Regions from separate parts of the Mus musculus genome. Here region 2 is linked to region 1. Evidence: chromatin contacts called from public Hi-C data. All regions are on one chromosome and are shown on one strand. The core of a region is the stretch at or near the end of the contact, and the rest is flanking DNA. Distances in the headings are between cores, read along the strand shown.

Region 1 (7,392 bases), core at 1,148-3,647:
GCAGAGCGCTGAACTGCACTAAGACCTCTAAGCCAGGTTTCACTACACAGCCCCCTCACCTGCATGTGCGCTGTCTGCTGAACTCTAGGAAGCACACACAAACATTTCTGCCATACACGAGCTACAGAAACACTCTGTTGCCGCATATTACGTCTCCTGTAATTATTCTAAACTGTACTGCTATTCAAAGTCCTAATCAGACAAGACCGGTTTTCAGAATGCTCGATGCCTGTTTCCTCTGAAACCTCAAACCACACTAATGTATATGTTACCCCTTAAATGAGTCAGAGGGGCTGGAGAGATGGGTCGTGTCTACTTAAGAGCATTTGCCGCCCTTGCCAAGGACTCAGCCTTCACTCTCAGCACCCACACAGCTGCGCACAGCTGTCTGTATGTTCTGGCGCATAAGATAACCTCTTCTGACTTGTCCAGGCATCAGGTACAGATGTGGTACAAAGAAATACATGCAGACCATACACATAAAATAAAATTTAAAAGATAAATTAGTATTTATCCTGTCTTTGATCTTGCACATAACTTAAGAAGAATCACAAAGAATCACAAAGGGCGTCAGCCGCACCGATAGTTATTTACTTTAGAAACAAATCAGTCACCAAGTCTGGTGATGCAAACCTGGGCTCTCAGTACTTAGTTGCAGAGCAGATCTAGATGTTGAGGGGCAGCCTGGGCTACACAATGAGTTTCAGACCAGACAAGGCTACAAAATGAGACCCTATCTCCAAAACCCACAAATGAATACATGAACAAACAAACAAAGGGAAAATTTACAAATCCATGTATCTAGAAGCTTGTGGCTACAGTGCGTGATTTCTTCTACTTGCTTATATTTATAGACATTAAACAGAAACTTTTTGATGTCTCAATGCTGCTTCAATAATTACATCTCCAAATACTAAGCTATTCATGCCTCTTACTCATCATTTGCACTTATCGTCATATCTATACTTCAATCCAAAATTAGCAACTGCTTTACAGAGAAATTGCTAACATTTACTAAGAACAGTGGCTTGCCATTTGTTCCATCATGAAAAAAATAATATCCTAATATATGAGTCTACTTTGGACATACAAAATAGAACTCGTCCAAGAAGCCCTTCAGTAACCCCTGAGGGCAGTGGGCATATAGGAAGACAGGCTTCTCGGAGGGTCATCCTTCTCTGGGTGTGTTCCTGGCCACTGAGATCGCCTCTCCCAGTGAAATTCGGGTTGATGCTTCAGGGAGTTTACAATGGGTTGTTTTCGTTGAAGACTTCACCCTCTATGATATCCTACCTGCGGTTGTCTAAAGAAAGGCTCAGTTGGTGAACTACTAGGCCCTAGGACAAAAATCTGTTTCTTTTTTTTCTTTTTCCAGTAACATACTATTGCTACTTTTATGATTCTATCATTTTCATAGTTAAAAAAAATGTAATCTGAAGGTGCAACCTGAGGCTCTGAAGTATCAAGGATAGTAAACCAATAAATAATAATAATATGCTCGGTGCCCATCTCCAACCCTCTGCAAAAGAAATGGAATGTCAGTAATGGAGCTTCAGGAAAACTCCAGATACAATAATATAAAAGCCATTAACCATGTAATTCCCTTGCAAATGTTCGCTGGTAATTTGCTCCTCATTACTATCAACGGTGACACTCCATGTGCATCTCACTATTTCCTCTTACTGAGTGGGACAATACTAAGTATGACAGAGCCTCTGTCCCTGCTTCTTCAATTTTATATTTTTGACCTTTTTGAGCCAGCAAGTTAAGAGTTCCACAGAATGTTTTCAAATTTTTGTTACTTTTCAACCATACATACATATGATTTATAAAGATTATTAATTTTTCTTGGGTTACTTTATGACCTAAAAGTTAATAATGAACTAAGGTTAACAATTTCTTTCATCAAAAATAATTATTTAATTGAAATATAGCAAGGGCAGGGGCACATTAATAAGAAAGAAGGATGTTTCTTTACAGGATTCTACTACTTTGTAGGCTAATTCAAAAATGTAATTTTTATGAAGGAGTTTGAACACAGGTACTCTGCATGGATGAACAATTCTTCCCCCAGAAGACATGGATATTAAATGAAAATCTCAGTACCAGATGTGGGATGCCTTCCTGTGAGTCACTGGTCAGGCCTCAGAGGTCCCCCAAACAACACAGGTCATTGTCCTTCCTTCTGCAATGTGATTACATTACCATTACCATAACTACATAGTAAGGCCTTACTGCTGAAAATAACAACACATCTGGTTGTATTTCTGCATGACATACAGAAATAAAGCCAGAACAGATATGAAAACTTCCCTGCTGGCTAGTTCTCATAGAGCCAGAGGTGCTATGCAGGACACTGAAGAAAACAAGACACTGGTGGCCTTACACAGCACTGGATCCTGCTGCATGCTACAATACTGACCAGCAAGGCACACTGGACCCACTGGTGTAACAGTGGGATGGCTAGTCTGGGAGTGACCAATCACTTTCTGGTTGGATGTGAAGCCTACTCCACAAGAGGGAACATAATAGCTGGTACTTTAAACCTAGCCAGAATGCCATTGTTAAGGAGGCCCTCGCAGGGAACCTAGTGTTGTTTTGTCAAATAGATTTGTTGTAAAAATTGCCTTCTATATATTTATGCTCATACCATGGTGAATATTACTCTCAGCCCCGAGAAGCTTCTTTCTGCGGGGAACAGCAGTTAGTATGGAGGCTTGTAACTGGTCAAAGGGCTAAGAAACTGACTATTGGATGTTCAGCCCTAAATGGGGTATCTATATCAATACTTCACACCCCAGGACTCAGAACATCACGAATGAGGGAGCAGAAAATTTGCAGCAGGCAGAGGAAGGGAAGAGATGCTGTGAAAGGCCACTTTCTGCACACGGATGGCTGTTCCACTCATGGGCTCACTGCAGCTCTGGGTACCCACACATGACCTGCACAAGCAACGGACCAGTCAGCATTCCAGCATGTGAAATCAACTGGACTCCATGGGTAAAAGCAAAAAAGGTCATGAAGATACTAGAGGGATGGATGAAGGTTGTCAGGGAGGTGGAAGGGGACCTGGAGGTACATTTAGATCTACTATATACAGAAATGTATGACATGGTCAAATAATGTCGAAAAACAATCTAAGAATAAACGAGTAAAATGTTTAGGAAAGAAAACTGACATAAATGGAATATACAGTTTGTGCTCCTGCTTCTACCCCAAACTATCACCTCATCTATAGAAACGAGGCTTGATAAGGATTTTCAGTAAAGCCCATATTCAACAAAGCAGATAGCTGTTAGCCGTGTTTTCACTGCAGCCAAGTGATCACATCTCCTTTTACTATGAAAAGTCTTCAGTCCAATAGGAAAGTTCATAAACTGACAATGAGAAGTATAAGCCCAAACATGTACTTATGAAAACAAGTGTCACACAAAACATCGGATCCCAGAGGGCAGCTCTGATTGTCGTCCTTAGGATATCCCCTTTTCTGCATGGAGGATGATAAGTCAGTGTCGTGGCTTGTGCGGGGGCGGGGCTGGGAAAGACATGGTCTTACTTCTCACGATGTCAGAAATGTAGCAGGTGAGTCACAGCAGTGATTCTATGTCTCACCTCCACTGACCGACTTCCAAGAACTTCTGCTTCCCAGTACCAGCACAAAAGATACTGCAATGCAGTCAACCACAGAGATTTGGATCTTCATCTATCCCATTTTAATGATAATTTTAAATTACAGTTAGTCAAAAAGGTAGAGATCATGATGTTCCCTTTCCATCCCATTTCATGTCAAATTTTTAATGTTTATTTGTGCATGAGAGGGGGTGACAGGTCACAGAGCATAAACTAGAGAATATCTTATAGAACTCAGTTCTTTACTCCTACCAGGAGAGGGGACTCAAGTCGTTAATTCTGGCTGCAAGCACACTGACCTGCTCCAGAGTCAACTTGCCAGTTCCGCTTTGATATTTTAAAATCCACTGTAGATGATATCACAGGCATATAAATCTAAATCTAGCTATTTTTCTATAATCAAGACAGGTGGGCCATGATAGAACAGAAAAGTGAATTGATTTCCTATATGGCACAAAGCAGATCTTTTGAAAATTCAGCTATTAGCAGAGGTATCTTTTTGTACGTTTTAAAATATAAAACTTAATATAAGCCAAGAGTGGTGGCTCGCACCTATGCTCTCAGAACTTGGTAGGATAAAGGAAGAAAGAGGACATCCATGGATTTAAAGCCAGGCCTGGACACACAGTGAGATAATGCAGCTTGAACTACAAAGTCAGACTCTGTCTAGAAACAAAGTGGGATTTATTCATAAACTATTTATTAGCCATTAAGTTGTAAGAAGTCCCTGGTTTACTCTTCTACAGTATTCAAGTATCCTTCCTGAACTGTTTGAAGTAAGGAGTTATATACACTGATCATCTAAGGAACATTTGCTGCCCGAAGATAAAGGTTATTTGAACTTCATGCAATGTGTTTCTCAAACCATGTACCTAAACTCCACACCTCTGCCACCTTTTGAACATACAAAGCTGGAGGGCCATGCCCATTGCCCTTCAGTAGCACATGGCCCTCAACACTTCCAGCCAACTGGTTTCAGTGACTCCTCATGTGCCTGGCTGCTGCAAGTCTCTGGGCAGTTCAGTATGCCTCTCCTGTTCCAAGAGGTGGGGCGTGGATGGGGTGTTGTCCTGACTGCAGCCGAAGGTCTCCACTAACAAGGATTATGGTCCTAGGTCTGCATTTTCTTCAGTGTCACTCTGGGTAATGCTAAACAGATTAGTCTAGAACAGCTGTCAGACTCTGACAGTAGTCAGCCTCCGAAACCAAGAAACTCTACTCTCCTGCACAAAAGCAAGCATTCAGATATCTGAAAACAACTAATCTCTGTTGGTTTTCTGGTCTACTGTCACATCCCCAAGACTGTCAAATATTTTTGATAATGATGTTTTCAAGCACACCACTGCTGTGGCAGGCTTCCTGTCAGATGAACTCTATAATAAACTTCCTAATCCATTATTGATGAATGAAAGTATTGTTTATATTCATTACCAATGTTTTTCACAATGTTTTACTTGATTGAGAGCAATGGCTCTCAAATATTTTGATATCAGGAGCTATTTACACTTTTAAAATCTGTTGAGGATACCAATAACTTTTTGGTTAAATGTTTTATTTATGGGCACTTGCTATATTAAAAATTAAATTCCAAATGAAAATATTCACCTAATTTAAATATAATTATGAACATATTTCTATGAAGACATAATTCTCAAAGCAAAGAAAAGAATTAGTAAGATGACTTTGTTTTACATTTTAACAATATTTTTTAAGTGCTTGAAGTAATAAAGACAACTGGATTCTTCAATCTACTTTGTTTTATGAGTTAAATTTGTTCGTCAACAAGTTCACACCCATGCCTATCACACACTGACAACAAAGTCTCCCCTCTCCCCACTACTCTTGTCCCACTCCCCTCACTTCCTGACAAGTCTTTCACATTCATCTCGATTCATTTTGTTTTGATCCACTGATTTTTTTTAAACAGGGTCATATATGTGACCATGGGATTGGATCTTGTATCTGCTTTCTTATAACATATGTTGACTAACACAGATCAGGCAACCTCGGAAAGCCTGAGGAGGCATAAGAATACACTTCCCAGATAACACGATCACGCTATTATAAAAAGCAGTTTTAACTATAGAGATCTCCATAAGGTCTCTGGAACCTGAGCATTCCTAGAATATTTTCAAAGGCCACCTATATGTTGGTCAATGTATCTAAATTTCTAATTAGTTTTCTAGCATCTTAAAACACTCTCTTCATTATCTTGAGCTTTTAGACAACTAAAACTACCATTTTCTGAAAGCCTCCCCTTTTCATGTAAATGCATGTCTTAGACATAGATTGCTGTCCCATGGAGGACAGTTTTAAGTGCCAAAATCTGTTGATTCTTGTATATTACATAATATGTGCACATAATCTACTAATATCCCCCCAAACATTTAAAATACGATCTATATTTCTTATAATATCTAATACAACACAGTGCTATATAAATTGTTAAAATAATGTATTATTTAAAGAATGGCAACAAGAAAAGTCTGTAAATGTTCAATACAAATACAGTTTTCTTTTTCAAATATTCATGTTTCTCTGCTGTGGAATTCGCAGAGATAGTGGGCAGACCACTTTCACTCAGGTTCCATTTTGTTGGCTTATGTCACTCCTTGATAGTGATATTGCTGACAGCCCTTTGAGTCCTCTTTAAGGCTAGCCCACATACCTCTATTCAAATGCTATGACTGTTGGCTGATAACTAATAGAGGACCCTTCTCTAGAGAATTACTCAGTAAATTGGAGCTACCTACCTGACGATTTGGCTAATGAAACTGATTACTAGACTACCAAAGGCCATCCAGTGACACACAGTAGGACTAATTCTCTAATAGGGTCTGATATGAAGAGCTTAGATCAGATAAAGTTTGCCTCTAGTTTCTCTTCCCCAGCTGTTACTCCTTGGTCTGCCCTGCTTCTCCGACTTCTTTTCTCTTAAGAGTACATCTACCATAAATTATTTGAAGAGAAATCCTAGTCTATGTTCTCCTTCTAGCAAAACTGACCTAAGACAACTTTCATGCCATCAAGATTGTTGCAGTACTGACTCTGGGCCATCACATGAGCTAACCATCTGTGCAGTATCTCAGACCTACTAAGCATGGTAGAGGAAGAGTGTGGTCATTCCCACAGTGTAATTCTGACCCAGCACCATCAGTCCCATCTGGAAACTTATAAGAAACTGCAAATTCTTAGGTCCCCATCAGACCTACTAAATCAAAAGTAGTACGTGGGGACTCAGCCATTAATTTGAACAAATTGTTACACAGTAATTTGTTGTTAACAAGCCTCCAGGTGATTCTGGTCTCTGTCGCTTTTGGAGTAGTTAAGAGCATGAGTTTTGAAGTCAAACTTAATCATGGCCTTGCTTGTCCCTGGGTAAGGTTCTTAACCACTTTCTCCATCTCCTTATATGTACAATAATGGTAATAAAGGTATCAATATCATGAGATAAAATTAAGCCATGTATTCAAATCACTCAGAGTAGTGCCAGTGGCTTGAAGTGAACTCCTCCTGTCTTCCTCATTTACATCATGGTGTTTCCATCCACTAACTTCACGTTTAAATCCATCATTACTATCTTCTGCCATAGGTCTGCCACAGATAATACAGAACTAATATGGGATATTGGCACTTAATAGAAAAGCCAATAAATGATCATTGCAAGTATTTCTTCATGAGGATTAAACTCTTAGCACACAGACACTAATACTAACACAAATGGGTGTTAAAACAAAATTTATTAGAGTCACTGATAGAAAT
Region 2 (6,613 bases), core at 987-3,486, 560 kb after region 1:
TACAAAGGCCCTGCTAACTATGTGGATTGCTAAGAGCAGCTGCTCTGTCTTGGAGAAACTGCATAGGAACTGCCCTGTTAAACTAATGGTAAGATGCATCTCCTGCAGTCTGCTGGTCCCCCATTCTTTTCTGAAAGCACAGTTTCCCAGTCCTAAGGTGTCTCTCTCTTTCCTGATGACCTTCTTTTCTCCCTTACAACTCACACAAAAATAATTGAAGTTGTGTTACCTCTAATGTGCACAGAGAATTAAAGGGAAATATCTAGTAAAGCAATGACCTTTCAAAGTTTGATTAGTAAAATACTAAGGGAGTTAAACTCCTCCATGCCTTATCCACGAGCAGGCTCTCCTCATCAGCCTCCTGCTGGGAAACGTCTTTATTTTTAACTCTCTGCTGTTCTTGAAAGTCTATAAGCTGAGAGTGAGGGATTGCATAAACATTGACTCTGGGAGGAAGAAAACAGAGGGGTCGCTTGTTTTCATAGTGTGACCTAGAATGTGAGGAAGACGCCAGTTAGCATCACATTTTGTCCTTAGATGGTGCTGCTGCTGCTGCTGCTGCCATCGCCGCTGCTGTACATTCGATGTTTGAAACACTACAATGCAGGAGGGAAATGAAAACCTTCAACAATGACTTCTTTTCTGAACCTTATTTACAGAATTCTCCCAATAATATGAGCCTGAGTAACCAGCCGGGCACTCCAAGGGATGACGGTGAAATGGGGGGAAATTTCTTAAATCCTTTTCAGAGTGAGAGTGTAAGTACCCCTTGACCATGTTGCTATGTACAGGTAATCTAGAGCTCTCCTACCAGAATAAATGTCAGACCTCCATTATCGCTGTGTATAAAGTGTTCAGTATGTTGATCTTCTAAAAGCCAAAAGAATCTTCAGATGCAATTTTATGAAAAAAGGGATCCTTGGGGCCTTTTTATTTATGTGCAGTTACCCAACCTACACTACGGATTTCCTCCTAGAAGACATTCATTGTCATGAATCAGATGGAAAGCAGTACCTCTGTAGTGTGAAATACCTACCTTCTCGCAAAATGTGTAGGTCACTGCAAAGTCAGATCTGTCCTTGATTTTGCCATAGTAAGACGGGCAATAATCTACATGTGTTTTGGCTTTGATGAAGTGAGGGTCACATTGGTGGTCTTGTCAGCCTGAGCTTAAAACTTGTGGCATTTTTAAAGTTTTAGGGTTATAAGTTATCTCCATAGATGTATACAGAACAAAAGGTGAAATTATAAAGTTTATTTGGCAAACAGCTTATAACCATTTATATGTGCCAGGGCAGTATATACACACTAGAAGGACTACAGAGGCAAGATGCTGCCCCGCTCAAAGAGTAATGCAGTAACATTTAACTCTTATTTCACTCCAGAAACATTCAAGGATTTCTTTTAAGTTTCCTAGATCTCCTTCTAAACCCAATGGACTCAGAATTTTTGGGAGTCAGGCTGGGCAGGGTGATGAAAAGGGCTAGTTAGGAATTTCGGGGGCTGCTCTGTGCTGGGACCACTGAGCTGGATTAGAAAACAAATGTTGCAGAGCCCAAGTGAGCTTTATCAGTGTATGACCCATGGATCTGTCAGGACAAAAGGCACACATGCTTGCCACCATGCTGTCTGACTCAGCGTTTGCCAAAGCTGCCAGGTCTGGAGGTGGACATCACGGCTAATAGCATTCGACTTTAGTGCAGAGTGATGCCCAACATGGAGTCCAGAGTTTGATGTTCTGTGGATTCCTTTGCTTCTTGGTCTCAACCTATAGTCTCCATTAGAAATGAGGCTGCCCCTGAATGTAGGCTAGAAAAAGGGTTTTTTTTTCTTCTGCTCTCTAATTTGCTTTATATGATTAGTAGGACAAAGAAGGTAGATAAAATTACATGAGATAGCCTAGCCATCAGTGAGTAAGCAAGAAAAATCAGGAGACAGCTCAGGGTTTAAGCCACATGTGAGATTACAAGAGGCATTATTTTAGGACCATGGTCTCTGTTTCCCCTGGAACAAGGACAAGCCAGTCATTTTTAATGTTCACTTTATCTAATAAAACACATTTATCTCCTTTTGTATTCCAGAGTGAGGAGCATAGCATGTGTGTCAGTCAGGAGTACAGTTCTGCTAACAGATGATCACAGGGGACTAACATGTATGCATTCTGTAGTACACTGTTGACAGCAAAGGGGTGAAGTAAACTGTGGATTAAAAATAGAGCCTTATGTAATAGAATACCACTCTGTTGAACAACTCTGACCAAACCAGAGGACAGTGTGTTAAGTGACATAAAAGACACAAAAAGCCAGCACTGAGTGGCTCACTCTGACAGAATCTGTTCAAATGCTGGTCATGATGGGCCCCTTGAACGTCCCACTTGCAACCTGAAGCACGTAGGTGGAAAACAGACAGACAAATCAAGCACTTACTAGTAACAAATCATAAAGAAATGCATTTTAAAACGGTTTTTGATGTGCACTTTCTTATAATTTATTAAACACAAGATCTAATGAAATGTTCTCTGTGTGTATGAGAGTGGATGTATGAGAGAGAGAGAGAGAGAGAGAGAGAGAGAGAGAGAGAGAGAGAGACCAAGTGTATGTTCTTTGTGTAGTTCTGGCTGTCCTAGAAATTCTGTTTGGACTAGGCTGGCCTTGAACTCACAGAGCTCTGTATGCCTTTGCCTCCGGAATGCTGTCTTGTGTGTTTTATGTAAAGAGGCTTTCGCTGAATGCTTGTTACTTCAGGACATAGAGAATCTGATTTTTTTCAGAGTTGAATGGTTTTTATTTTACAGTCATCAACATAAAAACGTATTTCACATACATATGTGATAAGAGATAGCTGGCGTAGTTTAGGACCATCTCATAAGTTGTTGGAAGTCTGTCAAAATCAGCCTGGCCTGGCCTGGCTGCCCTGAACTCAGAGGAGCTTCAGTGCCAAGTAAAACTACAGGGTGGAGTTGAAAACCAGGCTCTCTGAAGCTCCTCCTTCCCTCTCTTGCCCCAGAAGGAGAGTTCACAAAAGGGAAAAGAGCTGAGAGCAGCCAGAGACACTGCATCCCCTTCCTGGTTGATGGTTAGAGACTGAGCACAGTGGGGTGTGGCAAGGGTGATTGATGGCTACCACAGTCTAGAAAGAAGTGCTCAGTCCTAATGACTACTTGGTCCTCTGGTCTGTCCAGTAAGGAGAGTTCACCTACTGCAGCTGGTATCTTTGTCATCTGTGGCTTGCTTTCTATTACCACAGTTTTTACTGTATAAGGATGTCATACAATATGTTTGCTCAAATCTGTCCCTTCAATCCTTCCCCTCCAATTCTTTCCTGTCCCCCTCCCCCACTTCTCCCTGCCAGTTCCATGTGTTCTGTTGTGGAGTCCATTGAGTACACTTCGTGTTGCCTGTATATAAATGCCACCACACTTTTTTGTTTATTTTAAAGTAGACCAAGCAGTGAACGGAGAGAGGACAATAGAGAAAAAGATTCTGTGCTTACAAGCACGGGTTTAAGGACAAAGTAGCTATCTCCAGTGACTTTATTTGTACCTTAACTAAGAAAATGAGGAACTATTTAGTGAACTCAAAAATACCAGCTTGACAGTCCAGAGTCTGGAGTTTAAGGCACAGAACTAGACGCTTGTGTGTTTAGCAGTCTGCCCTTGGAGGCTGCCATTCTCTCCCTAGAGGTTAAACCAAAAGGCCAGAGAATGAGGAAACAACTGTTCAGTGCTTGCTGTATACTAGATAGTAACCCATTCTCTCCCGACATGCTGCTTGACTTAATTACATCAAGACAAACATGCCAAAATCCACAAAGCTAGCACTGCGAACATGATCGACAGGGCCAAGTGAACAAAACAAGTCTCCTTTCAAGAATCAAAGCTGCCCCCTAGTGTTCACAGGCTGTAAATACTTATTTTAGGTGGTGCAGATACAGAAATAGCTCAAAGAAAGCAGTTGGATTGATTTGGAAGAATGTTTTCCTGTGGCCTTAGTCTATAACCAGATTAGCAGATGTGCTATTAGTACCACAGTTGCAATAGTGGCATGCTACCTTGCCTGTCCTGTCCACTGCTGCTATTGTTGGGAAACAATGGAAGCCCAAGTTTAAGTGGTCACATAAGCATTAAGTTATTTCATGTTATATTCAGAGGAACATAACTACTCTTTATTTCTCATTAAGAAAACAGAATATTTATAGAAACAGACTTGGAAAGTGTTGTGATCTAAAGTATCCTTCAAGCAGACGTAGTGACTATGTTTAATGGATGCTGTAGAATAGTAGCTAGGTGGTAGAAGGAAAAGACTCTAAAAGTTCATACTAGGACCTGCTATCTCAAAGTATATTTTAAAAAACAGACAAAATAGGTATATATTTAAAATAACATTTTGGTTCTACTTTTTTCCCCTTAAGCCAAATGAGAGTGCTGTCAATATCTACAGGGCCATTTTACCCTCCTAGGAGAGCCAGGCTGGCTGAATAGTTGCCGACAGTAAGACCTGACGTCACAGCATTGTGGTATAAAGCTTACAGTGTGTCGTTGTATATCGATGCAACAGCACAGCACAGACACTGACCTGAGTCCACACCGTACACCAGGAAGAGTGTCTCTCACAGTCACCTGGCGGCCAGTTCGGCACTCACATCTCCTTTCTTCTGGGAAGTGTGAGCCACGCCCTCAGTGCCCTGAAGAAGGGATCCATGGGAATGCTGCTTCTGCTTGTCCTTGGGAGCTTTCCTAGAACTTTATAATTCCCTTTAGAGGCGTTTTCCTGAAAGTGTCTCAGTAATAGAAACTGGCAGTGAGCAGTCCATAGCCTTACAGGAACTTGTGACACATTCCTAGGGGTGCCCGGGCAGGAGTGTGTCCTTCACTCTGCAGTTGTGTGTGCTACTCAGTAGTTAGTCCTTATGAGGTTCTAGTGAACTCTGAGTTTGATTTCATGGAGCTGTTGCCTGACCCTCGGTTCCTCGACACCTAATAGCTTTCTCTCAGTTTCTTTTATGGGCAAAGTGACTTCTTCTAACTTCCTGATATATCCACAGTGTTTTTCTTTTCTGTAAGATTTCTCAAGACATTTTATATACCACATTTTAACAAGGACTCCTGTAAAGGGCTTATAGCAGCTAATAAACACTTGATCACAGAGCATGTGAACATGAGCATCATTAGATGACATATATTAGAATGAAAATATCTATAATGTGCTCTAATGTCATGTGATACATGAGTGGGCTGCAATGATGCTTAGGAAGAAAGCACTGTAGAACACCAGATTGCCCAGACTACATATTCAGTGGAAGGTTGTCTGGAGTTTTACCCAGAGATTTCTGGAAGCACCCCTCCCTCGCGCACCCCCTTCCCACAGGGAGCCATCCTACCTCCAGGTTTTAGTCATTGACACAGCACCACTCTGCAAAGCCTTTATTTTGAAACAATGCAGGTGACCTATCCATGCTAAACACGTGGGAATTTTTACTTCTGAACTTTTCGGTAGCTACATTTCAAAAGCTTAGAGGCCACATGTGAGTGGGACCTGTGATGCGGCCAGGACAGATTAGAATGCCCATCAGCACAGGTTCTGCTGGACCACATGAGGATAATCCTGTTCTTACATCAGCTACAGGACTGTGGAAAGCATGCCTTCAACTTCGCTGTACCCATTTTGCTGTAGAGGTGCACCCTCATCTTTCCTTATTGCTTGTCCTTGTCTCTGAATATCGCTGTGTTCTATACTTTATATATAACTATAAATATATGTATCCATGTATATGCATGTATGTATATGTATACCGTGTGACTGATATTTAGTCCCAGGCTGAGGTCACTGGTGACGTGAAACCTTGTGTGTCACGTTGCCATGGAGTTGAGTGTGCACATTTCAGCACAGGGAATTCCTTATATACAATGGGGGCAGTGGTTTTGTTTTGACTTGCTTTTTTTCATCCTGCCCTCCCTTTTTTTGAGTTGAATACATTTTTTATTCATTGAGATTATAATACAATTACATCATTTCCCTCTGCTCTTTCTTATTGCTCGGTGTTCCCTACCATCCAACATAGGAGTCAGTTAAGCTACTTAACTAACTTAGCTTCTTCCTTCTACTAAAACAGAACTCAAGGCTAAATAAATTCTCCTTGATATAGCCAGTGTTAAAGGCTGAACAGCACCCCTGTGGCCCAGCCACCCTTCCCCAGCCTCACCTCCGCCTGTGGCTCTCTACATTTACTCTAGAGGACTGCCAGCTGAGCCCTGCACATGTTGCTCACCCACCTGGGGAGCTCTTCCCACTGCCATTCACCTGAACATCCTGCCCTGCTGTATGTAGCCCAGCCCAGCTTGCTGGGATTCCTCCACTTTCTCCTTTCTACCAACTTTATAGCCACAGGTCTCTTATTGGATTCTTCAGTGTGGAGCCTATCCTTTGGACTTTACCCATGTCTCATCCTGAGAGGTGCTGTCTCTGTTGAGATGGTCAGGAGCTGTGCTGTGCTCAGTGGTGGCCTCAGCCAAGTCACTTGTCAATCTCATCATACTGTTATGCTCAGTTTTATGTACTGGATTGATACTGGAGTCCTGGCCGTGTGTGTGTGTGTGTGTGTGTGTGTGTGTGTG

Evidence for each region. Hi-C and Micro-C count contacts between places; a contact is called where the count stands out from the background.
Region 2: a contact with region 1 is called in a Hi-C map of the N1E-115 cell line, with 2.2 times the contacts expected there. The contact joins two enhancer-like sites. A contact is called at or near these places in 1 of 15 datasets of contacts at CTCF or cohesin (pro-B cells), 1 of 484 Hi-C or Micro-C datasets (the N1E-115 cell line) and 1 of 115 datasets of contacts at active chromatin or transcription factors (astrocytes).

Annotation. Positions count from the first base shown.
Region 1 is chr13:91,134,359-91,141,750 of GRCm38.p6, forward strand. The region is part of intron 3 of Atg10 (autophagy related 10); the gene reads right to left. Among named protein-coding and RNA genes, the nearest start is that of Atg10, 86 kb to the right of the region's middle. Within about 2 kb of position 2,398, at least 4 of the 459 cell types and tissues checked have an H3K27ac peak or open chromatin away from gene starts, as enhancers often do. A contact at or near this core is called in the N1E-115 cell line, where this site is marked.
Region 2 is chr13:91,693,360-91,699,972 of GRCm38.p6, forward strand. Ssbp2 (single-stranded DNA binding protein 2) reads left to right here. Exons shown (of 17, transcript NM_024272.4): 16 at 660-758. Among named protein-coding and RNA genes, the nearest start is that of Gm22778, 27 kb to the right of the region's middle. Within about 2 kb of position 2,237, at least 30 of the 459 cell types and tissues checked have an H3K27ac peak or open chromatin away from gene starts, as enhancers often do. A contact at or near this core is called in the N1E-115 cell line, where this site is marked.